Linked DNA regions of Mus musculus: region 2 is linked to region 1. Evidence: chromatin contacts called from public promoter capture Hi-C data. All regions are on one chromosome and are shown on one strand. The core of a region is the stretch at or near the end of the contact, and the rest is flanking DNA. Distances in the headings are between cores, read along the strand shown. Region 1 has its middle 5.8 kb from the start of Gm4035. Region 2 holds the start of Eef1e1 (eukaryotic translation elongation factor 1 epsilon 1).

Region 1 (2,977 bases), core at 155-2,654:
GACAGACCTAAGCCCCCTTTCTATTCACAATCTAACGCTGTTGAATCACTTTGAGATCATGTGATTCGTGTCTCTTTCCAGACACTGTTGTTCTGTCTACCAGCCAGTGAGAACTTCCTGGAGATTTTTAAGGTGGGTGTTGTCTTGGGTTAATGTGATCCACAGGAGTGATCCCAGAACTCTGAAGCCACAAGCGGGATTATAAGTTCAAAGATGGAGAGCTACACGTCAGTCTTCAGGATTTCCTTACAAACAAACCCGTGGCACCAGTTCTTGGAGCTTTACCGTTCCCAGAGGACCAACAGCATCTACAGCTATGCAACATAGAATCCCAGGCCGGCAGCAGTGTGGAGTCCTCAAGCTGTGAAGGAATTCCTCCTGCCATCAATAAACTGATGCATCAATGAAACATTCAACAGTTGCTTCTCTCTTGCCTGCTTTGTTACAGCCGAGTACACTGACAGTTACCCAAAGACAAACTCTAGGAAGCAAACAAAACCTGTCTCCCGTAACAAAAAAAGGTGGGGAAACCCAGGGACAAACCCATGATTTGAGATTACCATGCCCAGGACTCTCCAGGATAGCTCTTGCTCACCGGCAGCTGTGTAGGAAGCTAACGAAACAGCCAGGGTTCAGAAGCCCAGCGAGGCTTCTCTCCACAGAGGTGGAAACCGCACAGGCTAGGGTGGGGCTGTCTAGAGACACTCAGCTTACCTTACCTTGCTAAACTCCTCTCATGGCTCATCTGTAAAGGATGGGTGGGTGTAAAGCGTGCCTCTCAGGACTGTCAGAAGGGGTAAGCGAAGCACGTAAATGCCACTGATACATGCCAAGGGCATTGTGGTCCAGCCATCTTCCCCACACTCAAAGTGCAGTGCCAAGCATCGGCCTGGAGGCCGAAAGTAAAATAGAACCTTGCTGAGAGGCAGAAGCCTGTAGCTGAGCTCGCCTTTGTCAGGTGCCCAGAACTTCACAGGTGGGCACTAATTGTCTTGAGAGTTCTTCTTTCTCCCCCCCCCCCCCAGTATGCAGAGAAAACCGCAGCTTAACATTGGGGGCAGGTTGAGCATTGTTCTCCTCACTATCTTTTGCATTTGACCAAGAACAGTGGTGTTTTGAAGAACAATATTTGGACAAGACTCAGCCCTGTCCTATGCTGTCACTGCAGGAGATGCAGGCTCTTCGTGGGCAGAGACAAGTCCAGTCATGGGAAGACAGAAGGCAGGGGCACAAGCCACCCCACCCCAGTGCAGCTTGCCCTCAGATTTCCTCTCCCCTCCCTTTCTTAGACACACCAGCTGCAGCTTTCTCCTCCTGTCTTGTGAAATGTCCCAGTCCACTACAAGGCTCGTGCAAATGCAAACCTCGGCCTTCCAGGAACCTAGCAAACTGTCTGCCCTGGAGTCACATCCAGTAAAAAGGCGGGGCCAGGCCAAAGCCACAGCCACAGAGAGTGGGAAGCCCAAAGCGTAACCCCAAACTCAGCAAGACTTTCTCTTATGGCTTTGGCAGATCAACCAGTCATTTTGCCTTGGTTTCCCATCCCAGCAATGAGAGCTACAGGCTCGCTCGCTTCCTTTACAAGTGTGTTGTAGAAGAATGTGGGAGAAAGGCCGTTTTGCATGTACTGACGGATGGAATGTAGAGGGAGTGCAAAATACCATTAGGGCATAATTGTGGGCAAACTCCCAGCCCCACCCTTTAGCAAACCATATTCCTCAGAGACTGGTGTTTTGCCACTTCTCTGCACTGTTAAAACAGTTTAAAAATATAGTGGGCCATTCTCTCCTCCTCCCCCCACCCCCAACCCGGTGCTATTTTTAGTCCACGTTGGTTTATTTCTCCACTGTGGCAGCAGCATCCTTTCCCTTTGGGCATCTGTATCTTTTTTTGGTGCCCCCCACAATATCCCATTACATCTTTCTACTATTTAGAGAGCCCAAAGATTCAGGACTCAGGCCTGCCTGGTCTGCCTGAGCTAGAATTTACCCCAAAGCAGACAGAGACTCAACTCAGGAAGGGGGTACAGGGAGCAGGAGTGACAGAAGCGGAGGCATGAATGTCTTGTCACATAGCCACTGAGGAAAGTCTGGAGACATCTGGGAATTTATAGCAACCACTCGCTATGTACCAGTAGCATCACCAGCCTGCGGGGTGAGGAAAGGGGCTTTCATCCCTTGGCTGCTGTCCCCAGACCCTTTTGGTTCCTTGTTCCAGCATGAACACATGGGGCCTCTCAGGCTTTTCTCCTGGGGTAACAAAGGCTGCAGGACTCCGGTGGTAAAGACAGCTCAGTCGACTGCACGCCCAACCTGTGACTGAGATAAGACTCAAATCTTAGACAATAAGAGATAGACACTAGAGTTTGGATCTTAAAAGTCTCCCCGGAGTCTGGTGTGTTAAGGGTTTTTGTTTGTAACTTGAGTCCTTTTTGCAAGGTTGTAAAGATTTTAAAGCTTTTGAAAGGTAGGTAGAGTAAAAGTTAGGTTTAGAGAATGTGCTCTCGATAGGTGGGGTACTGGGACCACTAGCTGAGTCCTCTCTGCCGCTGGTCATACCCTCCTCCTCCTCTCCCTCCTCCTCCTCCTCCTCCTCCTCTCCCTCCTCCTCCTCCTTCTCTCCTTCCTCTCCCTCCTCCTCCCCTTCCCCCTCCTTCTCTACCTCTTCCCCTTCCCCCTCCTTCTCTACCTCCTCCTCAGCTCCCATCTTCTCTCCTCCTCCCCTCCCTCTCCCTTCCTCTTCCCCTTCTTGGCTGTCAGGAGTCCAGTGGCCTCCTTATCACGGCCTCCCACGGCCTTAAAAACAATGAAGCCCAATGACCACAGATTGCGACCTCTGAGCCAGAACAAACCTTCCTCCTTGGAGGATGCTTATCTCAGGGAAGGCAGACTCTCCAGCATAAGCAACCACAGCTGCTTATGAAGTAAGCCAGAAAGAGCCAAACATCAAGCAAGGCCAGCTCCTCGACAAAGTGAGT
Region 2 (2,977 bases), core at 260-2,759, 1.2 Mb after region 1:
CCTTTCTCAGCTCCCCAAGTCCTGATGTGAGCTACTTCTAGCGGGTGGATAAGTAGTAGTTTCCTCATGTACTGATGTACCATAATCTAATGGACCTTGCTCCTACAGTTGGATCCTTAGACTGTTCCTTGTCATTATTATTGGGAATCTCGCTGAGCACATCGTAACTGCTGGTGTACTGTGGTTAGTTTTCAACTAAGGAAACACGGTGATTTCATCTCTAGTCTTTGGTCTGTACTCACAGAAAACCAGAAACTTTCAACTGGGACTCACTGTGAAACGTTTCCATTACACAAGGCACTAAAACCCAACTCTGAACTTCAAACTGAACTTGGTCTAAGACTGAACTTGGGTTTATTCTGTATTGCACTACTCTGTTTTGGGTGGCTTACTGGACCCAAACTTACATAGTAATTCACTGGTTTTCTACATCCTTCCAAGTCTAATCTCTTGAACACCAGCTTCTCACTGAAGCTTAAATCCCACCTCCTCTGTGGCACTGTGCCACTGTCCTCAATGTATTCCTCCCCTGTCGCTTGTCCTATTGGGCCCTTAATTGCTGGTGACTGTCCCTCATGCCTTGAAAGCAAGACTGTCTCTCATGTCTCGGCAAAGCCAAAAAAGAGGGTGTGCAAAGGAAACTGGGCTGAGGACAGAGCACATCACCTCTGGGGAGGATGGCCTTCGCAGCCTACGGCAGGCAAGTCATTTAACCTTTCCAGGTGCCACATTAAGTTACTGTGAACCCCACAATACCGCTACGATTTAGACATTAAAGGAAAAAACAAAACAAAACAAAACCTTTGGGCCCAAACAGGAACAAGCCATCTAGATCTGGAATCCCGTTCAAGGCACACTCTATGGTTTCCCACTACCATTCTTCCTCTAGTACCATCTTTCTACGGCAAATGATGAGTTACAAAGGACTCACTTTCTACACCCTAAGAAATCAGGATTCTTCTATCTCACCAAGCATTCCACTGCCCCACACCCGGAATCTTCCTCAATTCTCTGCACAATGCACATCCAAGCGGGTGTGTCGCCAGAATGAGCAGGGTCCTATTCCGTGTTCCCTCCGCCAGGCGGCTTCCAGGAATCTGTACCGCTCGCCCGGCCAGCCGCTGGAAAGGCGGTCGCTGAATGAAAGGACCAGGCACGGCTAACGGCCGCCTACAGGGATCTGAACCCCTGACTCTGCCCAGGCCTCCGCGAACTGGCTTTCTGCTCCCCGAGGGGAGGACGGTGACATTTGCCTGGAGGTCCAGACCGAGCCACGCGGCCCGCCCCGCACGCACGTGGGGAGCGGAGTCCATTCCGATGCCCCGGCCGGGTCGCGTAGGCTCCGGGTCACCCCGCCGCCCTGCTGCTTTCCTACCGCTGCGCCTCACCTGCCGCTCGCCCTGAGCACTGTACTTATTCCCCGGCTTCAGTCCCAGACTCTTCTCCAGCAGCCTCAACTCCGCGGCCGCCGCCATCTTCTGGCCCAGCTCCTAGGGAGGCGGGGCCTGCACAGCTAGGACCTTGATTGAGCAGGAAGTCCGGCCCCACAGATGTCTCCCACGATTGGCTGGGAGGACGGCAAGCGCGCCTGCGCGAAAGGGGCGGAGTCAGCTCAAGGCAGGGGGCGGTTCGTAATTAAGGGCGGGGCCAACCACATTCGGAGTCCGGTGGATTGCTCACAGTAGGCAGAGGAGAGCACGGAGTGTAGACAGTTTCACAGAAGAATGTATCCGAATCTTAGTTTTGTTTTCTGAGACAGGGTTTCTCTGTATAGCCCTGACTAACCTGGAACTCACTCTGTAGACCAGGCTAGCCTCGAACTCAGAAATTCGCCTGCCTCTGCCTCCCAAATGCTGGGATTAAAGGCATGCACCACCACTGCCTGGCTGAATGTATCCGAATCTTAAAGATTGAATCATTCATTACAATGCTTATAAAACTATTGTAGATCAGAAGAATAATTTAGATTATTTGTTTTATAAATATAAAGCATTGATTCCCAAACTCGTCAAATAGTTCTCCAAATAAGAAAATTATAGAACAATCTTAAATTAAAATAAGGATAAGGGCCAGTGACCTAGCAAGGGAACTTGAGATCTGTGGTTGTTTGAACGAAAATAAGCCCCCAACCGGGCGTGGTGGTGCACGCCTTTAATCCCAGCACTCGGGAGGCAGAGGCAGGGGCAGGCAGATTTCTGAGTTCGAGGCCAGCCTGGTCTACAAAGTGAGTTCCAGGACAGCCAGGGATACACAGAGAATCCCTGTCTCGAACCCCTCCTCTCCCCCCCCCCCAAAAGAAAGAAAATGAGCCTCCATATGCTCACCGGGAGTGTCACTATTGGCGTGACCTCGTTGGAGTAGGTGTGGCCTTGTTAGAGAAAATGTGGCAGTGGGGGTGGGCTTTGAGGTTTCAGATCCTAGTGGCATTCTTTTTTTTTTTTTTTCCTTGCCTCCTGCTGATCCAGATATAAAACTCTTGGCTCCTTCAGCATCATGTCTGCCTGCCTGGGGCCATGAGACTCACTGTAATGATAATGGACTAAATTTCTGAACCCGTAAGGCAGCCCTAACTAAATGTTTTTCTTTATAAAAGTTAATAGTAACTCATGGTGTCTCTTTACAACAATAGAAACTCTAACTGAGACAAGTTGAATCCTTATGTGGTGGTTTGAATAAAAATGGTGATTATAGGCAAATGAACAGTGACCAAGACAGAAGCTGGTACCAGGAACCAAGATGTTGCTGTGACAGGCTTGATTATTCTGTTTGTTGGGGTGTAGTCTCCCCTCCCCCAGCCTGAAACCTGCTTGTTCAGGGGTGGAGCTTCCTGCTCATTCGTTCTGCCACGCCCACTGCTAGAACCTGCGGAGGTGCACCTTTCTACTGGACCAGAGATTATTCGTCGGGAGTTGGGTCCCCTCCCCCTTCCTTTATAACTAGTGTCGCAACAATAAAATTTGAGCTTTGATCAGAATGA

Evidence for each region. Promoter capture Hi-C pulls out the DNA fragments that hold promoters and counts their contacts.
Region 2: a promoter capture Hi-C map of pre-B cells shows a contact between it and region 1, with 3 times the contacts expected there. The contact joins the promoter of Eef1e1 here to the enhancer-like site in region 1. A contact is called at or near these places in 2 of 39 promoter capture datasets (maxillary cranial neural crest and pre-B cells), 1 of 484 Hi-C or Micro-C datasets (B cells) and 2 of 115 datasets of contacts at active chromatin or transcription factors (embryonic forebrain and pro-B cells).

Annotation. Positions count from the first base shown.
Region 1 is chr13:37,439,462-37,442,438 of GRCm38.p6, forward strand. No RefSeq gene overlaps it. Among named protein-coding and RNA genes, the nearest start is that of Gm4035, 5.8 kb to the left of the region's middle. Within about 2 kb of position 1,405, at least 104 of the 459 cell types and tissues checked have an H3K27ac peak or open chromatin away from gene starts, as enhancers often do. A contact at or near this core is called in B cells, pre-B cells and pro-B cells, where this site is marked.
Region 2 is chr13:38,657,519-38,660,495 of GRCm38.p6, forward strand. Eef1e1 (eukaryotic translation elongation factor 1 epsilon 1) reads right to left here and starts at 1,510. Exons shown (of 4, transcript NM_025380.2): 1 at 1,389-1,510. The coding sequence starts at 1,475.